Regions from separate parts of the Drosophila melanogaster genome. Here regions 2 and 3 are each linked to region 1. Evidence: chromatin contacts called from public Hi-C data. All regions are on one chromosome and are shown on one strand. Each heading gives the region's core, a stretch centred on a gene start, on an enhancer-like site or on the middle of the called end of the contact. The rest is flanking DNA. Distances are from core to core; before and after follow the strand shown. Region 1 holds the start of hang (hangover). Region 2 holds the start of Ranbp16 (Ranbp16,). Region 3 holds the start of Tob (Transducer of ERBB2).

The links. A called contact is a pair of places that touch in the nucleus more often than the background predicts.
Region 2: a Hi-C map of the Kc167 cell line shows a contact between it and region 1, with 3 times the contacts expected there. The contact joins the promoter of Ranbp16 here to the promoter of hang in region 1. A contact is called at or near these places in 3 of 107 Hi-C or Micro-C datasets (the Kc167 cell line, the S2 cell line and pupal leg imaginal disc).
Region 3: a contact with region 1 is called in a Hi-C map of the Kc167 cell line, with 3 times the contacts expected there. The contact joins the promoter of Tob here to the promoter of hang in region 1. A contact is called at or near these places in 2 of 107 Hi-C or Micro-C datasets (the Kc167 cell line and eye imaginal disc).

The regions. Positions count from the first base shown.
Region 1 is chrX:16,420,212-16,424,584 of dm6, forward strand. It overlaps hang (hangover), which reads left to right and starts at 2,620. Exons shown (of 8, transcript NM_167521.3): 1 at 2,620-3,416. The coding sequence starts at 3,069. AnxB11 (Annexin B11) reads right to left here and starts at 2,031. Exons shown (of 8, transcript NM_001272689.1): 1 at 1,570-2,031.
Region 2 is chrX:15,931,359-15,935,731 of dm6, forward strand. Ranbp16 (Ranbp16,) reads right to left here and starts at 2,317. Exons shown (of 16, transcript NM_001201666.2): 1 at 2,243-2,317; 2 at 1,785-2,180; 3 at 1,492-1,721; 4 at 1,164-1,263; 5 at 888-1,103; 6 at 686-832; 7 at 1-628. The coding sequence starts at 2,245. Stim (Stromal interaction molecule) reads right to left here. Exons shown (of 9, transcript NM_206747.3): 7 at 4,059-4,373; 8 at 3,937-3,984; 9 at 3,137-3,416. The coding sequence ends at 3,400.
Region 3 is chrX:16,089,175-16,093,547 of dm6, forward strand. It overlaps Tob (Transducer of ERBB2), which reads right to left and starts at 2,321. Exons shown (of 6, transcript NM_001169300.3): 1 at 1,973-2,321. CG42353 reads right to left here. Exons shown (of 5, transcript NM_167485.4): 5 at 3,885-4,373. It overlaps CG42354, which reads right to left. Exons shown (of 6, transcript NM_001144730.3): 6 at 3,885-4,373.

The DNA of each region.
Region 1 (4,373 bases), core at 1,370-3,869:
AATCAGCTGATCTAACATCATGTTAAAGATTGGTGCTCAAATAGAAGGTACAAGCGACTTTGAACCGAAACATTAGATTACACTACGCAACAAAACGTGCTAATGTACAAATCAAACTTTAAGTTATAAAATAGGTCTAACTTGTATTTGAGTATACATACATTGGAAACCAATCAAATTGGAGTGGGGATTGCGCTATTAGATAAGAACACTATTACAGGGTATGCCTTATAATTTAAGCAATTAAGAGTAATATGAATTTGCGTCATATATGGGATAAAGGCATCCGGTTTTGCTTAGAGAGGGAACTTCCCAAAAAAATAAATCAACTGATATGGATATATGAAATATGCAAAAACATTAAAATAAAATAATTAATTTCGGCGATATAGTAAACTGTCCCAAGAGACCTTATAATGGTTCCACTGAAATGTCGCCAATGTAGACTTTCGCCACATGTACACATGTATGCTACACCCATTTGTGGCCCACAAGGTACTTCATATCTACATATATATATATATATATACATATATATACATATATATAAACGTTGTGTTTTCCCTTTTACCTTATATTATATATGCGCAATATAGCTGCGGGTCATGCGTGTTACTTGTAATTTATAATTTTTTGCTTCAGACAGAGGGACGCCTCCTGACTTAATGGGTATGGAAACAAATGTGAGGCCTGAATATAATATATTAAACTATTTGCACAAAGGCTTTGGGTTTGTTTTCCAATTGTTTCGTCATTTGCAAAGCCTTTCTTGAAAACTTTTCAATTGATAAACATAAACAACTGCATGTACGGTCTGTTCTGTCCCACTCTTTATACATTTTTAACCAAAAAATTAAGTTAAATTCGTTTTGGAAAAGACTTCAATGGCACCTCGCAGCGCAAATAACCAGAACAATGGCTTTATTTCCACCGCAGCGATTTCTGCGGTCCATTATCATCGGAAAGGGCCGTTTTCAAGGCAACAGAACGCATTTGCTCACTCCGAGATGATTCATCTTACACTCAAACCCACGTCAACAAAGTCTACCCGTGCGCATACATAAGTATCTATGTATCTAAGTATCTATGTATACTAATTGAGTCATGCTTTTACAAATGGATCAGAAGTAAAATTCCTGTGAATTTTGGATTCATAGTTACATAGAGCCGAAAAGATATTTCGAACATTTGCGAAATACAATTTTGATGCTTCATTTTGCAATTAGTTGTTGTACTTTTTATATATTTCTTTACTTATGATTTTGGCACAGTAAATTCGAACAACTTTGCGTAAATACCACTAAAAATAAGACAATAATCGCTTACAACTTTGAGTGCGCTTATCTTGAAATTCTTTGAAATGGTCCCGGATTCCGGGAAAAGTATAAGTTCGATCGCTTTCATTTAAGTATAACCTATTAAAAGCGCACATGAGATAGATAGATAGGTCAGAAGATTGGCATTTAGGCATAAAAATGGGCCTTATGTGCACGCCCCTACATAATTAGATACATAGGTGGGCGCATCTATTCCTATTGTATCATAATTTATTAGATGGTAATTATTTACTAGCAAGGTCGCAATCAACAGATGGGTAAAACGCACACAAGTGCAGCACATCAACACGTGTCAGTGCCGGTGTGCGTGCGTGCGTGTGTGTGAGTAGTTGCATTTCGAGATACAATTGTATCTTTGTATCTGAAGATATCAAACGAAAGTTTCTATCGCTGGTTACCCCGCCACCAGTCGTACGATATATGTATTTCTTCTCGGCAGATACACACACAGGCACACAAATACGTCTGTCTTGGAGAATATTTGGGAGCAGAGACTTAAAGTAAAGATTTCACAAGTCTACACTTCAGGGAAACGTGTTAAACAGCAATAAGAACACGCATGTTGCGCGAAAACAAATACACCATAAAGAACGGCACAATTATAACGCTTTTAATTACTTTAAGTATCGGCAAACGCGATGTTGGCACTCTGCGGGTATTTTGTAATGCCGAAGTGAATTTATCAACTGACTTACCGCCAGGGCGGGACAACAACCTGTTGTTACTTTGATTACTCGATTCTAGTCGATAGCTGTGCCCTTTCCAATCGGAATATCGGTGGCTATCGAGTAGCCGGTGCATTCACAATTTCGTATGTTCCCGGTATAACTGCGAAGTAACTGCAATATTAAAACATTATTTTCTTTAATTTGGAAATCAGTTTTCAGAATTCACTTTTGTAGTTGCTTAATTCAAATCTCTTAACATACCTAATTTCCCAATAAGAAATCAACGGAAATTTAAGCTAAAGTACGTTCAATGCAGTAAATTTTATGATTCACTTTATAGAGAATCTTTGTACAATCTTTATGTGGAGTTTTTCATACTTTTATTTTGAAATTCTATATAGCCGCGATATAAAAAGTCAAAGAGATCGACTTATCGAATTAAAATGGCTTCTTTGATGGTTATTTCCCAGAGTGACCGGGTATGCGACCGCTAAGAAAAACCGCCGTACAGTGGTAAGTGTGACCACGCATGCGTCTGCCACAAGCGATAGCGATAGTAAGGTCCAGGCTTCGCCCGGCGTGCCCATCTCTAGCCAAAAACGACCTTTTTTCGCCAGAAATCATTTTCCCGTTTACAGTCGCAGATACGCCACGGCAATTCGCAGTCCCAGTGTAGCGGTCATTTTTTTTCCAGTGCGACTCCTCCAAACAAAAGCGAAGTGGAAAAATAGGCGAAGATAAAGGAAACCCAAGAGCGAAACTCCAAATTGCGAATCAGCAAAGGATCAATGGCAACGAAATAAGTAAAAGAACCAGTGCGAACAATGTGCGAAAAGTGGGAAACGCGAGCGGCGTGGTCGTTTCCGTCGGAGAGCGGATAATATAGCACATAGTAGTATATTGTAGTAGTGGATGTGGATGGTGTGGAACGATTGCGAACGGACGCAGACCGAAACAAAAGTGAAAACGTGCAAAAAACCAAACCCAAAAACAAATTCAACCGAGAAGTAGAAGCAAGCGGCAAAGAAGAGAGCGAGAGGGCGACCAATACAAAAGCGACAAAATGTGCGACGCTGCGGCGGCAACAGCGACAACAACAACAACAGCAGCAGTAGCAGCAGCCGTCGCAACAACAACAGCATCGGTAGCATTGGAGGCCACAGCGACACAGCCTGGAACGACAACGACGACGGTAGCCACTGCGTCAGCGGGAACCACATCCCCTGAAGCGGCCATTCCAACAGCAGCAACAGCAACATCGGCGAGAAACAGCAACAGCGAACGGTCGGCGCGACAAAACTGCTGTCGCCTGTGCATCGCCCCACAAACCGAATGCATCTCGATCATCAATAGCTATGCGGCCGACAAGGAGCCGCTGTCCACCAAGATCCACAACTGCGTCGGCATCAAGGTGAGTGGTTATGGGTATGGGTATGGGTGTGGGCATGGGCACGGGTGCGGATGCGGATGCGGGTATATACATAATCCGGCTGTTGCCATCGCCATTGCTGCCGTCGGTGTCGTCATCCCGGGTCTCCGATTCCGAGTCCGAGTCCGCCGCTCTCACTGAACGCTCTCTTGGGTGCTCTGGCACTCCGGTGCTCTGGTGGTTGGACACCATTAACAGTTATACACACAGATCCCAAATGGTCAGTGGAAGGATGAGGCGGTGGCCACACCCGTTCGCTGGACAGAATGGAAAAGTGAGGTTACGGATGATGCCGAGTAACCATTGGGCAGTGGGCATTGGGCCCCGGAGTTCAAGACCCATCGAAGGGGGATTGTGCAAGCAACCAAAGATGATGGCCAGCCACATCCAAAAACGAAAAACCAAGCAAACAAAAAAAAAAAAAACGAACGAACCGAAAACCAGCCAAACTCCGCCTCCTACTCCTCATCTGCTTTGGTATGGGTGTGTGGCTAGGTTTTGGGTTTCCAATGTTTCCACTGCCAAGTCACGATGCAGTGGGAGTGGAAGAGAATGGGTGTAGGAGAAAGAGGAGACGGAGGAGTAGAATTGGAGCTCCATTCTGGCTGAAATCCAATCACGACCACAATCTTTAGCTCATAATCAAACTTGAACTCTACACTTTTGCTACTCCTCCTTCTTCGATTCCATTGCTTTCATTGCCTTCCCGCTTTGAGGTTAGAACTGATCCTGCTTCCTTTCCAAAAATCTACAGCCTGCTCCGCTTGCTCCTCTTCTTCCTCCAGCGGCTCATCCGTTTCCTCGTTCTCCTTTTCATCCTCCACTTCTCGATTGCGAGAGCAGCTGCGAATGACCAGCACAAAGCATAAAGCCCGATGAGCGCGCCGTCGTTGCCGCCGCCGCCGCCGTTGTTGCCTTGGTATTAGTGTGCCTGGCTGC
Region 2 (4,373 bases), core at 1,067-3,566, 490 kb before region 1:
CTTCGCTAAGTCTCTTGTTCAAATTGGCTTTCTGTGCCTGCTCGCTGCTGTGCATTTTTCGGACCTGGTCCAAAAAGCTCAGTATCGCCAGCTCCAGCTTTTCGCAACCAGCTTGAGGCAATCGAGCATCGGTGAGGGTCATCAGTTGCAGGACTCTTATCACTAGCTCCGCGTCCATTGTGTCATGCTCATCGCTGGTCGCGACGGTGAGACGACCCACTATGGCCGACCCGATTATATACACCAACCACGTTAGTTGTAGCTCATGTATGGTAATATCTATGCTATTGGCGTTAGGTGTCTGCAACAGATTCTCATACTCTCGGGCCTTCTGATCGAAATGCTGGACAAGAAGATTACACGTCTTGTTGTACTCGCACCTTTCGATTACCGACAATTGTTCCAGCTGTTGCTGCACCATGCAAAAATCGTCGAGTGGATCATCTAAATTGTCACGGATAATTACAGGAACAGCATCCAGGCGCGATTCAATATACGCCTTAATAACCTCCGGCGTGTAAGTACCTAGCAAATGCGGATCCGGCGACTTAACATATGGTACAGACGCAACCATACGTTGCCAAAGGGTGAGTAAGTAATGTACACTGTTCGGTGCAAAAAGCCATAGCTGAGGGTAGAAAATTCGTGTTAGATTTAACCAGGCCCACAATATTTATGTACATACGTGCAGGGATTCAACAGTAAACTTAGCTATCAGTTGAATTGCTTCTGGATAACATGGCACCGCTATAAGTTCACCCAATTGATAATTAGACTTAAGGCGAGCCAGCAAACGGCAGAACTCGTGATAGTTATCTGGGTCACTCAAGCCCTGTAAGAAATCGTTAGCGAAATATGTCTAGGATAGCGTTTCGACGAGTACTTACGTGCAGAGTTGTTAAAATATCTTTGACTCCTTCGACCAAGTGCGTTAGAAATTTTGTTCTTTCAGAATTATTAAAAAGTGAGCGACGCACAGATGTAATTTGAACCAGGCAGGATATGGAGTAGCTAGCTAAACCATTGGGCAAAATTTGATATAAATCAAAAAAGAGTTTAAGTGTGTTCGAATCTAAGAATGCAGGACGCCAAGCTGTGGGTATCTACATACAAGGTCAATTTAATAGAGAATCCAAATATATTAGTTGCATTTGCGTACATACCTGAACGTTGTTCATATCATCAGCAGATTCATCTGTCGAACTGCCAATGAAGTCGAAGCTCAGACAATTCTTCGTTAAACGTAAGACGTGTGATATTAACCTAAAATAACAAAAACAACAAAAAATAAGTAATCATGTAAAAGCATTGCCGAGTAGTAATCGTGCCCTTTTTAAGTTATAATTAGCTGTGGGTCACCTTTCTGCTTAGCTTAGTTAAAAATTAAGCATTGCTAAGCATATGCATTACAACTGACGGACGGACGGACGGACTAAATGGCAAATCTTATTCAGACCCATTGGATATTATACTACATCATAGTTAACTCACGCTTGCTGCGACTCATCCATGAAGCTTATGTTTTTGCTGTTATCACGGGCCGAGACCAGTAGAGAGCAGGATAGCAAAAAGGTTTCTAGGAGTTGCTGGTCCCGAAAAGATGTGGCTATTTTGCGCATTTTGGAAAAGGACACCTGCACGTCCATCTCGACAACTGAGTTCATCTCACACACCAGTTGTGATAGAATTTGGACGCCAATGGTGCAGTGCTCAACGGAGCCCTAGAATCGATTAATCATTCTAGTTAGAAATAGTTCTTTAACAACAAAGAATATGCCGGATACCTGCAAGAACTTCTTGACATCTTCCAAGAGGTTTTGGAAGACCATTTCCTCCTTGTACGAATCGAACCATCCGTACTTTGTGAGCTTCGCCAGCAGACTGACCAATGCCTGGACAACGAAGTGCTGCAGATTCGGCACAGTGGCCAGATAGTTGAGGGCATAGCTGCGAATGTCGATCCGCTCCTGTAGACTCAATCCCTGAATGAGTTTGGTAAGTGTGGAAGCGGCCAGCAACTGGGCGTAGCTGGAATCGGCTCTTTGCAGCAGCAACTGGCATTTGGGCAGCGCATCCTGGCTGCTTACGAATGTGACTAGGGCTTTTTCCGCCTCGGAACGAATTCTGATGTCTGTGGCTTCGTAGAGTTGCTTGCACAGCACCTCCAGTTGTTGTATATCCTGTGAACGAAATTAATTCGCTTATGTGTACTTACTCTATGTCAGCAAGGCGCATTAAATACCATACTATAACGCTGAACACCGCAATTCGCTTAAAAATAAACTTGCAAATTGTGGAAACAAACAAACAAGTGTGACCAAGGCATCCAAGTTTAAAAGAGTCGCGGTATTCTTGCACTTGTTGAACTGCGACGCAGGAACGGAGTATTATCTTGGTGGCGAGTTTTTGTTGGCAATCAGCGCTTTGCTGATCGACCAAAGGGAAAACAAAAGATTTGCTACGTCGAGACTTGTGTCGATATGTTGAAATTTGGGGCGAATGTGAGATGAAGTAGTACAGAAAACTACGTGGTTGCTAAATTAAAATAGTTTAGCCCAGCCTAATAATACTAGATTTCGTGAAAAGTAGAAGGAAGCGGTTCACATTTTTAATCTTGTAATATTTCTATCGATTGGCCAAAAAAATTTCACGCCCACACTTTGAAACAATTTTTATGATTTTCTTATTTTATTCCCCAATATCTATCGATATCCAAGAAAAATGATCTAATTTCGCGTTCGCATTCACACTAGCTGAGTAATGGGTATCTGATAGTCGGGAAACTCGACTATAGCACTCTCTCTTGTTTTAAATTACATAGAACTTTATAACAACTGGAGCTTCACATTTTCAAAAGATTCCATCCGTTCCCTTCAGTTGTTCGATGTGAGAGTATTGCATTATGCGAAAACTGCAGGTCTGCAACGTTTCGCATTTATTAAAAATACCATTCGTTCCAAAACACTCTGCTTATAGCATCGCATAATAAAGAGGAGATGCACCGAATACAATATACACTTTGTTGGAACTAAAACAATAATTCATAAGAATTCTCACAGTTGTTATCGATCACATTTCATTTTATTTAACTTAAAACAATAAAAATTTTAAGAGAATAAGCAATGAGAAAGAAGTTGGGGGTAAAGTCTAAAAGTTTATTCGAATCAAATCAATAATAATTTAGTAATGTTTTTCTACGGAATATGGATCGGGTGAGGTGAACATACTGCTGGTCGCCAAGAGGTTCTTCAGTCATCCATACGCATCTGTGATCAGCTGATTGCCAATTAAAAACTCATGCCAAGGCATAAGCTTTGTTAATCGGAATATAAATAAAAAGGGCGAGGATCGAAGTTAAGTCGGCTCGTAGGACCAGTATAGTGTGCCATTCTTTGTCCGTTATGGAATTCCAAAACCTGTAAGCACGAAATGTTAGAAACTTAGCTGCTTCCGCCTTCAGAAGTGAACTAAACAAAACAAAAGGCCTGCCCACGAAAAAAGGTTTTTTGAAATTTGATAAACAAATCAATACTGGCCCCATTAATACTTTATTTCTTTATTTAAATAATCCACTAAGTGGATCACCATTCATAAGTTCATTGTTACGTACAAAACTCAGTATGGTTTTATAGTATTCGTTGTTTTTGACAAAAAATTAAGTAGATGACATTTTGTATACATCAAAAATAAAATGGATATATTACAAATATAAAGATTAAAATATCATACACACACATAATGTTATATGACCTTCATTAATACAGTAGCTTAATGTAAAACAGATTTCATTCAGGGTTCAATAAGCGGTTTTATAATTTTATTTAGTTCGTCAAGTAGTATGCTTTTCTGAAGAGCTGGGTTTTATTGTCCTCACAGACCGAGCGCACAAGCCTTATTCCGTGGCAAGCAGCGAAAAGTTCTCAAAATTCAGCTTACCTTGTATGGACTCATCGTCCAGGTCTTCGGTGCTGTTGGTAATACGTGCTGTCAACAAATGATAATGAATTATTATTTAAGTTTGTACAAGTTATTATGTATGTATATATTTATATACGCACCTCTAGAACCCTTGGTTGAACTCATGCCCATGGAACTTTGTAAGCCCCCATTTCGACCGTACAGAACATTCTCCAAGTAGGGCAGACCATTGTTGTTCACAATGTTTAAGCCAAGGCACGTCTCGATTTGCTTCCAGCGATGCAGTCGTTCTTGCAGCTCGTTTGTTACATCTCCGAGGGCATTCCGTGCCTCAACAATCGACCGATCCACATCATCAATACTCTTTCCGTGCGTGGAAACGAACGCACCCACCAAACTTGACCGTTTCTTACGCAATTTCTCACAAGCCTCTCTGGCCGACTGTAGCTGCTTCT
Region 3 (4,373 bases), core at 1,071-3,570, 330 kb before region 1:
GAGAAATGCTCTACGATTTTCAATACATTGCATAACCAGCTTTAGGGGAATTTCCTTGCAGCGCTTAGTGGTAAAATCACACTCACACGTTATATTGTGCATTCGAAACTTGTGGATTGTAGACATTGTGCAGTACTTCAATTTACAAGATCATCACAAATTATTTTTAGTTATTGCTTTGCAGCCTTCTTTCCCGCAGTTTTATCGAGCGTTGTGGAGCAAGCGTTGCTCTAATTTTTCCCCGACTGGCGCAGGGGTATAATTTCAACGGCGAGAGAGAGATAGAGAGAGAGAGAGGAAAAGAGAGATAGAGAGTGGGGGAACAACAAGAAAAAAAAAATAGAAAAATGAGAGACCCTGGTGCTCAAGACAACACAAAACAGCTGACCGACCGACAAACTGCGTATGAGTTTGTGTGCCTGAACTATTGGCATTTTCTCACTTCCTCTTAATTTTGTTGCTGTATTATTATTATTTTTTTTTATGTTCACCCATGCACTTCACTTGCCAAAATTTGAAGCATAACGCAACATAATCATATGAGGACACATAAACACAGTCAGCTGTTCGTAAGATGTTGGGACATTTTACCTCACAACAGCAAACAACAAATAAAAAAAAAAAAAACAATATTAGGCACATGATTCTCGTTCGTTTATCTGAGCACACACGAAAATTGAAATGACAAATACACTGCCATGCCGGAATGTCTGTCTATACAATACACATTTGAGTGTGTACAGTACACAATATAATTTTTTTTTTTTTTTTTTTGAATACTATTTTTTCCCTGTATGCATGCAAGTAGATACAATAAGCTTGCGACGAACACCGCGACAAAATGCCAAATGATGGTCTTCTGACGCGATAGTATTTGTCTGGCACAAGTTCGTTTTTTGGTTTGGTCGAAAATTATTTCATTTCATTCGTTCTTTGGCAGAAATGCAAAAGCAGCTGCAGTCGGTGGTCACTATGCTCTCAAACTTGCAACAATTGCTATCGAATCATCGATGTTGTTTCAGATGAATAAATAAATAAAAAAAAAACAAAAGCTTGCGCAAATGAAATCGCACACATGTACTATTATAAAATTCGTCTTTTGTTGTGCAACACAACTATAGAAGACTGTGCAGAAAGTACAGTGGAACCTGTCTAGCACGAACATTTTCAGAGGTGTCAAAGTTATATATAGTGGGATGAAATTTTCATAACACTGATAACATGAGGTATCGACATGTACTCTGAATTATTTATTGAACAGAATTGTGAAATGGTCAAGTTAAAGAATGCGTACTGTATTTGGAGCTTGCTAACGCAAATATCAGCTGCTAGCTATAGCTTTTAAGCACGAATTACGACAACAAATTGGGATATGCTAGATTAAGATAGATCGATTTGTATTTACATCAAACTTCTTAACAAATCAATATCCATATATAGTATTTAATAATCTGAGCTCAAGCCAACTAAAGTACCCTACTGTAAAAGCTTTGGGTATTCAAATCTTGTGCACCCTTCGGTTTGCTCTTTCATCTTTTGAGCTACGAAAGTTTGAATGCATAGGAAAGGGAGTTATAGTTCGTTCCCTGGAGTCGAGCTCTCTCTCTACCCAAATTTATTGAAGAACAGCTGTCCCTTTCGGCGCTGAAAAGCCCAGTGCTCTAGTGAGCGCCATAACTAACGACAACAAAACAAGAAGTATGAAAACAGCCGAGCGAAAGTGAGAGAAGCGATGCTCCATCTCCTTTTTTGTTTTCTTTTTTTTTCGTTTCTTTTTTTTTTTATATCACAATCATTGTTATTGTATTTTCTGTGGGGGCTAGATAGATGTATGTGTAGTGGGGGATAGTTCGCTGCTTTCTCAATTTTTGCACAGCACACACAAGTACACAAATATATTGCAATATTTTTTTCGAACAAAATAGATAAAAAATTGTAATTCAACATTTATTTGTTTTTTTTTTTTAACTACCGGTGCAGTTTGCTGATGGTTATTTCTTGTTTCCGATTTACTGTAGTTTTTGGTTGTTTCCTCCTGGTGGTCGTTGTATTAAACGAAGGATTTAGCGAGTTATGTATAAAATACCCCAGTTGTACCAACTAGTATGCTATTGTTTTACTTTTGCGTGGGTATATGTGCTCGGATGTCTATTTATTATTTTCTTGTTTAATGTGGTTTGGTTTTATTGGGATTTTGATGGTTTTTGGTTTTGTATTTCTTGTTGTATTCTATTTTCCTATTTTTTGTTGTTGTTGTGAAATGTCTCTGCCCGTTACTTAATTGTAGCACACGCCACTTAGCAAGGGCCGAGCGAAGCGTCCGTAGTTCTTGAAATCGGTTTAGTAACTGAGACTGAATTGACGCGCGAACGGGCCTCAGTGAACCAACAACAAACAAGTGCACACGCACACTTCGGCACCAGCACCCCCACCTTCACCACCGTGTTGGTCTTATTCGGCACTACGCACGAATCACTCACGAAGCTAAATGTTCTAAACTCGGTTCGGCTTCCCACTCTCTCTCTTCCTCTCTCTTTCCCTCTCCCTATCTCTCTCTCTCTGTCTGGTACTTGCACCCACGGTTGTCAATTTAGCTTTTTTCCCGTCTATGGTGGATTGCTTAAAATAAAATAAATATTTAAGCGGGCACCGGTAATTCTAACTGTCCAAGAGCCCAACACCAAACAGACGGAAATATAATTGAAAATATTAAACAAGAAATCATAGTTTTGTTGTTTTTAATCAATTTTTGTTTTGATAAATTGTTTTGACTTTTTTATAGACCAGTTTTTTAAATTTATATTTACTGCAAGGGTATATGAGATTCGACTGGCAAAAAAAAAAATTGTTCTTGAAAAAAATTGGCAGCACTGCTTGCACTCATCATATTTTTGTGTGGGTGCTTTTCCCTGGACAAAATTATATCCGAAAAGGTGGTAATATGACTAAAATTTGTTACCTTCAATTTAGCAACCGATGTAAATATATACATCCCATATTGGTTTGGGAAAAGTGTCGACATAAACATGATATACTTTAGTTAAAAGCAAGTTAGGATTGAAATATTTAAAATATCAGTTTAAAGCTTTTGAAAACTTTTACTTTCTTGCTTTGTTGTAGTTTTATTTTAGTCATTTTAAATATAGTTTATTTATAAATCATAGTCTAACTTAAATTTGCAATATCAATATGATATTCTGAAAAAGTTATGTTATATATTAATAGTAACTAAACCTCATAAGATCATCGTGTGAAATCATAATGCCTACTTTGTGGAAATCCTAGCTAAGTAAATATTAGTTATTTTGATAGTTCTCAATATGGATTTGCGATTGTTAAGGTATTTAAACTTCACCTTGCTTTTACATCGCTCGGATGCCCTGAATAATTTTGCGCGTGACTGGACGATTGGAGGAGTGTGTGGGCGTGTGTTGGTTGTGCTCGTAGTAAAATCGAGCCTAGAAGGGCTTGCGCAATGAGTGCATATCCTTCCGTGGCACAGTTTTAGTACAGCCCCCCCCCTCCTCCTCCTCTTCCACCACTCTGGCCGACAAAACGAGTCGCTCTCTTTGGGCTTTGGCTCGGACCCCTCCCCCCCTTTTCCCTTTTCCGAAAACTGGGACAAGAAATGAAAGTGCATGAGCACGTAACATATGCGTACATACACCCAGAGGTAATATGTATATGTACATTAGAGTGGACCTAGCTCGAACAAAAAGGTGAAAGGTCACACCTGTGTATGTACATATGTATGTGCATGTATATTCGTCGTGAATAGTAAGAAATATTGTGATACTCTTACTTTCCCTTTTTTCAAATATTTAAATCAAGAATGGTGAAAACCTTTTCAATGTTTGGTAGATAAAGAAGTACTAAATGAAATTGAAGGATTTTTATTTATTTCATCGCAAAACATTTGGGGTACACATTTATACATTTATTAATATATACGCTTAGATTTTGAACGAACATGCATACAAAAATATGGATTTCCTTTACATTTTCGATTTTTATCAGTTTTATAGGATTTCTTTTTTTTAAATTGGCTTTCCAGGAATACCTAATATGGTACAATAATTTATTTTTCTAGACTAAAAAAAAATATTAGTATAGGTATCACAAATATATATATTTATGTATATATCAATACATAATTTGTAGCGAAATTTAATGTTTCAAAAGGATTATTGATAAACTCGTTGAAAGGAAATTGATTTTGCTTTATTGACGGACTTGGATGGGTCTGTCTCTTAGGTTGAGCTGGAACTTTGTAGAAGAAATAACACCCTTCAATGGGAGGAACCAATGTTATACAAAGACATCGCTCACATTTAACTTAAGTGGGATTTACATTTAATTTTGATTTTAATCCT